Linked DNA regions of Mus musculus: region 2 is linked to region 1. A link is a contact called in public HiChIP or PLAC-seq data. All regions are on one chromosome and are shown on one strand. Each heading gives the region's core, a stretch centred on a gene start, on an enhancer-like site or on the middle of the called end of the contact. The rest is flanking DNA. Distances are from core to core; before and after follow the strand shown. Region 1 has its middle 48 kb from the start of Srl. Region 2 overlaps Gm36359 (a long non-coding RNA gene).

What was found. HiChIP or PLAC-seq counts read pairs in DNA pulled down with a chosen protein or histone mark.
Region 2: a contact with region 1 is called in an H3K27ac HiChIP or PLAC-seq map of embryonic stem cells, with 8 read pairs. The contact joins two enhancer-like sites. A contact is called at or near these places in 6 of 115 datasets of contacts at active chromatin or transcription factors (bone marrow-derived macrophages, craniofacial prominence, embryonic stem cells and 1 more) and 1 of 9 other capture datasets (embryonic stem cells).

The regions. Positions count from the first base shown.
Region 1 is chr16:4,472,828-4,476,781 of GRCm38.p6, forward strand. No RefSeq gene overlaps it. Among named protein-coding and RNA genes, the nearest start is that of Srl, 48 kb to the right of the region's middle. Within about 2 kb of position 2,359, at least 299 of the 459 cell types and tissues checked have an H3K27ac peak or open chromatin away from gene starts, as enhancers often do. A contact at or near this core is called in bone marrow-derived macrophages and embryonic stem cells, where this site is marked.
Region 2 is chr16:4,274,111-4,278,157 of GRCm38.p6, forward strand. Gm36359 (a long non-coding RNA gene) reads right to left here. Exons shown (of 4, transcript XR_875865.2): 2 at 1-4. Among named protein-coding and RNA genes, the nearest start is that of Gm36359, 8.2 kb to the right of the region's middle. Within about 2 kb of position 2,166, at least 32 of the 459 cell types and tissues checked have an H3K27ac peak or open chromatin away from gene starts, as enhancers often do. A contact at or near this core is called in bone marrow-derived macrophages and embryonic stem cells, where this site is marked.

The DNA.
Region 1 (3,954 bases), core at 1,109-3,608:
AGTGTTCCTCCAGCAGCACCAGAAATGCAATTAGCAGAACTGAGCTCGTGGGTGGAACAGGGAGTCAGAGCTGAGCGGAGAGGAGAGGCAGCACCCTGGGTCCCTGCCCAGAGTGTGAAGGATCTCGGGAATGAGGAGGTGGGGAAAGATGGCTCCAGACAGAAGCACTTCAATTCCAAAAGCTCTCTTACACTAGGAAAACCAAACAGAAATCCAAGATACTTTTTCAGATTCCCAAACTTACTCTTTTAACCTAAAGATGGCCTATTCAAGCCATCAGGGGAAATGCCAACCCACGTGGGGCTTCATGCAGATGTCCTGTAGCTGCCCCTAGACAAGTCCCAGGAGTAAATAAAAAGAAAAGCAAAAGTCCTTTGGTGAGCGCTGCCATGTAATGTGGCTCTTTTGTTCTCCACAGACCTGCCCGGGAAGCCACACTTGAAGTCTCTGCCTCCTAGAGCTCGGTGAGCTAACCCTGACCCTGGTGGACCCTGACACACACTGCTCTGAATTCAGATCCCTGTCACAGGGCTTGTTCCAAACAGAATCGAATTAATTTTATTTCCTGATGAGGATGTCTGAAGGAGAGGGTGCCTCACACATGGTAATCAAGTGCTCTGCCTACATTCCAAGGCGATGACTGTTTGATTTGTTTTTGGTTTACCTACTTATTTTGAAACAGGGTCTCTATGTAGTCCAGCTGTCTTGGAACTCGCTATATATACTAGGCTGACCTCAAATTCACAAAACTCAGCCTGATTCTGCCTTCTCTTTCTTTAATTCTACTACTAAAGGCATGGGCTACCACAGCCAGTGCTGGCTTCTTGAGGAAACTACTACAGAATCTCTTATGTCCTTTCAGATCCTAAAATTGATGATTTGGGGAACAGCTCAAAGAATTCCAATGTAACCACAGTATTACCCCTGTATATATATCATATTATGGTATCCACAGTATTACCCCTGTATATTATATTACGGTATCCACAGTATTACCCCTGTATATATACATCATATTACGGTATCCACAGTATTGCCCCTGTATATATATATATATATATATTATAGTATCCTATAGCTGCCATTTCCATCTCACTGGGGGCAGGAGGAGCGGTGATTCCCCTCATACTGAAGTGGAGGAAAATAGCAGAGCTTCATTGTCTTTTGATTTGTTTTGGTTTTTTGAGATAAGAGCTTCTCTGTCCTGGAACCCTGTCTTAGTCAGGGTTTCTATTTCTGCACAAACCTCATGGCCACGAAAGGGTTTATTCGGCTTACTCTTCCACACTGCTGTTCATCACCAAAGGAAGTCAGGACTGGGAGTCAAGCAGGTCAGAAAGCAGGAGCTGATGCAGAGGCCATGGAGGGATGTTCATTACTGGCTTGCTTCCCCTGGCTTTTTTTTTTTTCAAAGATTTATTTATTCATTATATGTAAGTACACTGTAGCTGTCTTCAGACACTACAGAAGAGGGCGTCAGATCCTGTTACGGATGGTTGTGAGCCACCATGTGGTTGCTGGGATTTGAACTCCTGACCTTCGGAAGAGCAGTCGGGTGCTCTTACCCACTGAGCCATCTCACCAGCCCTCAGCCTGCTTTCTTATAGAACCAAGACTACCACACCAGACTCCAGACTGTGTCAACTCAAGTTGACACAAAACTAGCCAGTACAAACCCGATCTGTAGACCAGGCTGGCCAGAACTCACAAAGATCCACCTGCCTCTCAAGTGCTGGGATTAAAGACATGCGCCACCACTTTAGGCTAAAGCTTTGTGGCTAATGACAGAGGAGGTCAGCTTAAATTTCAAGCTCCTAGGATCATCTCTTAAAATCCTCACTTCCTGTTTTAGCTGGGGGCTGGCCCAGGAGAAAATAGCCCTCTAAAAACAGCAAGCACCAAATTCTCTAGGATGTACTGTCCACAGCATATAACTCTGAGCAAGTTCAAGGCCTCCTGGGTCCTAAATCAGAATTTTGCAGATCCTCTCAGGGCTTCAAAGTTGTCAGTTCCACAGCTTCCGAAGGGCAGAGCCTCAGCAACACCGGCCTTCAGGACACAGCCTTGTCCCCTGGGTAACTCGGCTGGCTTCAGGCTCCTAGACGTCCTCTGGCTGGAGGGTGAGGGGGACTGCTTGGAAGGGCCAGGTGCATCGGCCTCTTTAGCCTCACCGCTTGGTCTCCGGAGCTGCAAGGCGGCTGGCGCTGAGGTAATGGCGTGCAACTACCTCACGTCCCACTAGATCTCGGATACAAGACAGAGCTCGGACTCGGACACGAAGGAGTTGAGGGGACTTTGAGCCTCGAAAAGATCTTGGGACCGGCTGCCCAGTCACCGCCCACTCGAGACTCAGTGTAGACTCAGGAAGCACCGCGAGGTTCCACGTCTGCGCATGCGCTGTGCCAGCACGACAGCACCGAGAGATGGCCGCTAGGGAGCGCGACGGAGCAGTGCGGTCGTGCGCATGCGCACCAAGACTGCTGCCTTGTGAACTGCTTCCTGTGCCTGAGACCCAGCTTGCAACCCTCTCTGTGGCTGGTGCCTGTAGGGCCACGGCCAGTGGCTGCACCGTAGGTGGTGACCCCCACCTCAGGAAGACAAATTTGAGTGAATGAAAAGCCTGGCTTGAGAGACGTTCAGTGAGGAGCTCCACTCCCCCCACTTTCAGGACCCGGGTTCAGAACTGGCCTCACTTTCCTCATTAAGATCAGGAGCCGAACTGGGGAAGAAGGCCAAGGCCAGGCACAGCCACAGGGTTTCCGGTAGTGATAGAGGAACCAGATTTGGCCACAGACAGGATGCCAGTTGCAACCCATGCATTCCAGAAGTGCATCTCTCCACCTGTGGCCTTGCGGAATGGGGAGGTGGAGGACCAACAGCAGTCCCATGTCCTCACAGGGCCGCAGGGGCAGAAACACATCACAACATCGCATCCTTGCTTTCACAAACACTGCCAGGTGTTAACTGGCTTCGTGAGGTGGAATATGCCAAAATGTCACAGAAACCAGAGACGGGGCGTGGACTGGGCTTTTTTAGTGCCTATGTGGATGCAAGGTCCAACCAGGTCTTACAGACAGGGCCAGGCTGATAGACTAAGCTTCTCCAGGTCCTTAGCTCTTAGGAATGGGACAGAGTTAAGGGAAGACAGCAGGCCCAGGGGCAGGCAGGAAACTCCTGCTGGATCTTCAGTTTCTTCATGCTGTCCTCTGCCCAGGAACTTTAAGTGGCCTAGACTCCCTGGACTTTTTCATCTGCCCTATCCATCACCCCCGCCACACAAGCGTTCGTCTCCCCCAGGACCCCGTCCTACACTCATGTCCAGCCTTCAGTGTAGCTGAAGTTGCACTCCCTCCCTAAGTCTGACCTCCTTTTCTGGTATTCTAGGGAAGAGTCCTGACTCTATGGAAATACCCTTTTCAACAAAGGTAATACATTACTGTTCAAACAAAAATTTAATGATTTCAGTTCATTGGTTCTTTACAAATGAGAAAAAGGAAAACTACTGGGGGCCTGCAGCAGGAAAACCACTTTAATCCAGGCATTCCAGACCATCCTGGCGACATAGCAAGACCGCATCTCAAAACAAGTGGGTAAGAAAATCTTCTGTACTGGTGATAATATGATTTGGAAAACATCGTCTTATTCCTGGGGTCTTTCCTGATCACTGCCCCTCCTATGCCTTGAATCCCCACTACACAGTTACTTCCCGAGGTCAGAAATGATACCCTGTAAATCTGAAAAGTTCCAAATATTTTGAAATAGTACTGAGAAAGTCACTAGCACTAGAATTAATGGAAATATAACAGATATTTTCATACTCTTCACAAAATCATCTTTTGTTGGTTTGGGTTTCTGTTTTGTGATGTTTTTGTTGTTGTTGTTGTTGTTGTATTTTTCTTATGTGCTGTTTTTTTGTTTGGTTGGTTGGTTTTTGGTTTTTCGAGACAGGGTTCC
Region 2 (4,047 bases), core at 916-3,415, 200 kb before region 1:
GTTACTGGCAGAGAAACAAGAGCAAAATTAGCTAGTGTACTTTCAGTCTCTGGCTGCCTGCCAACATTTCCTTCCAATGTGAGTGTTCTTAGTTTCCTTCTGGAAGTTTTTGTCAGGTTTATTGCAAACGTAAGGGTGGTGAGTAGAGAGAAGCAAAGGGAGAGTTGCTGAGCTGGAAGGGACCCCTTTTAAACCAGCGCCCCAGAGCACCCCAGTGTGTGCGCTTTTCTGTAGAGACACCAGACTCCCTTTGTGCAAAACTGAATCCACGTCAGAGACAGCCATACTTTATGACCCAGCTGGGTCTCAATGCATGAGTGTTTATATGTGTGTTTAATAGGTCGGTGTATGTCCGATACATGTCAAGACCATTGAAAGCCACCAGTGGAAACATACGCAAGACAGATGGATGTCAAATTCACCAGACAATGAACACTCTAATGGATTTCATCAACATCCAATTTTGTAAAACTGTAAACTTTTGAAAACCATGAAATTAAAACAAATGCCTCACAATAGCATAAAAAAGCAACAAATTTGGTTGGGGGAAGAAGCTTCCTAGCAAAAATGATTCAGTAAATTTAAACCTGTATATGTATATGTATATGTATATGTATATGTATATGTATATGTATATGTATATGTATATGTATATAGATAACTTCCTGGATTTTGATGCTTACTCTCAAATCCCTCCCAGCTTTAAGAATTTATTAAATAAGACCTCTTCTTTTCTTTTTTTTATCTTAAATATTTATTTATTTAATGTGTGCAAGTACACTGTAGCTGTCTTCAGACACACCAGAAGAGGGCATCAATCCCATTACAGATGGTTGTGGGCCACATGTGGTTGCTGGGAATTGAATTCAGGAAAAGCAGCCAGTGCTCTTAACCACTGAGCCATCTCTCCAGCCCTCCTATTTTCAGAAAGGGCATTATGGCCCTGATCTACTGGCTGCCAGTTGACATATCTCCAGATGAGAAGAGACAGGGTGCTGCTGCTAGTTTCCAGTTACACAGGGAGGGGTCACCAGGTTGAAAAGTGACCCCTCCCACCGACAGGATACTATTTAAGGAGCAGATGTGGGGATGGGGTTGTGACTCAGTTAGTAGAGTGTCTAGCATGCAAGAAGGCTAGGGTTTGATCTCCAGCACTGCATAAATCAGGCATTGTGTGTGGCCCATGGATGGAGTCCCATCGAGAGGGCAGGAGGTGAAGAACATCCTTGGTTATATAGTAAGTCAGAATAGCTTAGAATGCGGTGAGAGAGGAAGGGAGGGAGAGGGGCGCGTGCAATTCTCCCTGATGGATAAACACATAGCCTCTTCCCCACTGAGCTAGAGCTTCCTGATTTACTCTTTTCTTTCTTCTTTTGCTTTTGCTTTATGAATCAGGGTTTTCTCTGTGTAGCCTTGGCTGTCATGGAACTATGTAGCCAAGCTGGCTTTGAGCTCAGATATCTACCCCACTCTGTCTCCCAAATGCCACCACTGCAAGACCACTCTTTTCTTTTTAAGAAAAGATTTATTTTTAATTATCTATACTACTTGTATAAGGGTATGTACATGTCAGTGCTGGAACCTTTGGCAGCCAGAGGTGTTGAGCATCCCTAGAGTGAGAGTTACAGGCATTACCTTGCGTGGGTCTTGGGAACTGAACTTGGGTCCTCTGGAAGTGAAGTATTCTTTTTTTAACTGCTGGGAGATCTTTCCAGTTTAGTTGAGTCTAGTCTAGTCTAGTCTGTTATTAAGGTAGGGTTTTTGTTGTTGGTTGTTGTTGTTGTTTTTGTCTTGTTTTGTTTTAATATTATGTTGCCCTTGGCTGGTTTAGAACCCAGGCTGGCCTTGAATTTATAGCAATCCTCCTGCCTCAGTCTCCCGAGCGCTGTGATTACAGAAAAATTTTTAACATGCCCAACTGGATTGTTTTCTTTCTAACTAGTTGTGCTAAGTTAGAACAGAATGGATAGAATGACAAATAAAACCGCCAGCTTTCTCCCAGAGAGGGTCTCTCTTTGCATTGCATTTGCTTACCATCGGTTCACACCTATGCTCAGTATTAAAAGCTACTTACCAGTCTGGGAACCTAACCTTGTTGCACCATGGAAAATAGTCTGACTCTTGGGCACCAAAGGTTGGTGACTCATTTTCAGGGTTTTCTTAAGAACTAGGGAACTGACTGTCACACTTGTATGTGAAGGGATTGGGAAACCCAGCCAGTGACTAAATACTTACATTGAATCAGTACTATTTTCGAAGCATTTTAAAATCCTGGACAAAATGAACCCTTTTCCTATTCCTGCTCAAAGTAGTCCCAAGCAAATAAGCCTCGGCTGACTCCTGTCTGCCCATGGTGTTAAGCAAGCTCCAGAGAAGCCAACTGAGCCCACACAGGCTGTGTCTTCTTCCTGGCTCTGCCTCTCTTCAGTTTATACAGCTTCCTGCTGAGAGAAAGGCCTCTGAAACTCACTCCTGCAGAGAGAACGTTGACTCTGAAAACTGGGAACCAGCTATGGATTCTGGACAATCAGGTGAGGGTGGCCCCACGGAAACAGGCTGGATCAAGTCTGTCTACTAGAAATGACTACCTCAGGGCCAAGTACCAGTGCCCTGAGTCCAAAGGCTTCCTCAAGCCCCCCAGGCCCAACAACTTGGTGAATTCAAATGCAGCAACCAACTGTGTCCCATAGTAGTTGTACTAAGTATACATGGACAGAGATTTGCCTATGAGTTGGTGTTGTGTTAATTAAGAAGGCATTTCAAGCCGGGGAGTGGTGGCTCACGCCTTTAATCCCAGCACTAGGGGAACAAAGGCAGCGGATTCCTGAGTTCAAGGCCAGCCTGGTCTACAGAGTGAGTTCCAGGACAGCCATGACTATACAGAGAAACCCTGTCTCGGGGGTGAAAAAAAAAGAAGACATTTCAAGATTCTTTTTTTTTTTTTTTTGGCTTTTTCGAGACAGGGTTTCTCTATAGCCCTGGCTGTCCTGGAACTCACTTTGTAGACCAGGCTGGCCTCGAACTCAGAAATCCACCTGCCTCTGCCTCCTGAGTGCTGGGATTAAAGGCGTGCGCCACCACGCCCGGCTCATTTCAAGATTCTTACAAGCAAATTGGCCAGTGTCTTCCACTATACACATTTTTCTATCTGAAACTGCTATGAGCCCAAAATAAACCAACAACAAAATTTGAATTTAATCGTAGCGTTATCTGAGTTATTTTCCAAGATTCTCTGGATCTGTGTCACATGATTTTCTCTGATTCAGAAAAACTTTTGAATATACTTTTTCTTTTTTAAATTTTGTTTTTTATTTTTTTATTTATATGAGTACACTGTAACTATTTCCAGACACACCAGAAGAGGGCATCAGATCCCTTTATAGACGGTTGTGAGCCACCATGTGGTTGCTGGGAATTGAACTCAGGACCTTTGGAAGTACTCTTAACCACTGAGCCATCTCTCCAGTCCTTGAATATACTTTTTCAAAATAAACTTTTGAAAAACATTTTGATAGTTTTTCAGGGCTTCAGTAATGAGTTAAAGATACTCTGCATTGTTCTAGGTACACAGCTAGTTCAGAATTTCACAGATTCTTTCAGTTTAAGGTTAACATTACATAGTGCAGTGTGTGTGTGTGTGTGTGTGTGTGTGTGTGCGTGCGTGCGCGCGCGCGCACGCGCACGCTCGTTTCGTGTACACTCAGGTGCATGGAGGAAGCCAGAAGTCAACACCGAGAGTCTTCCTTAATCACTCTCCATGTTTACAGATGTGGTTTCTTACTGAACCTAGAGCCTACCACTTTGGCTACACTGGCCCAGGAGCCACCAGGATCCTGCGGTTTCCCTTCCTAGCACCAGGAAATCAAGTGTGTGCTGCTACCCCCAGCTTTTGTGGGTGTTGGGATGTGAGACAGCAAGCACTTAGCCCTCCAAGCCGTCTAAGCAGCCTTACTGCCTCCTCCCTTTAAAACAACAGTGACACACCTGAAGAGCACCGAAGCCCACTCCCTGAACTGAAGCAGGATTTCCCCCACACCGGGACGTTTA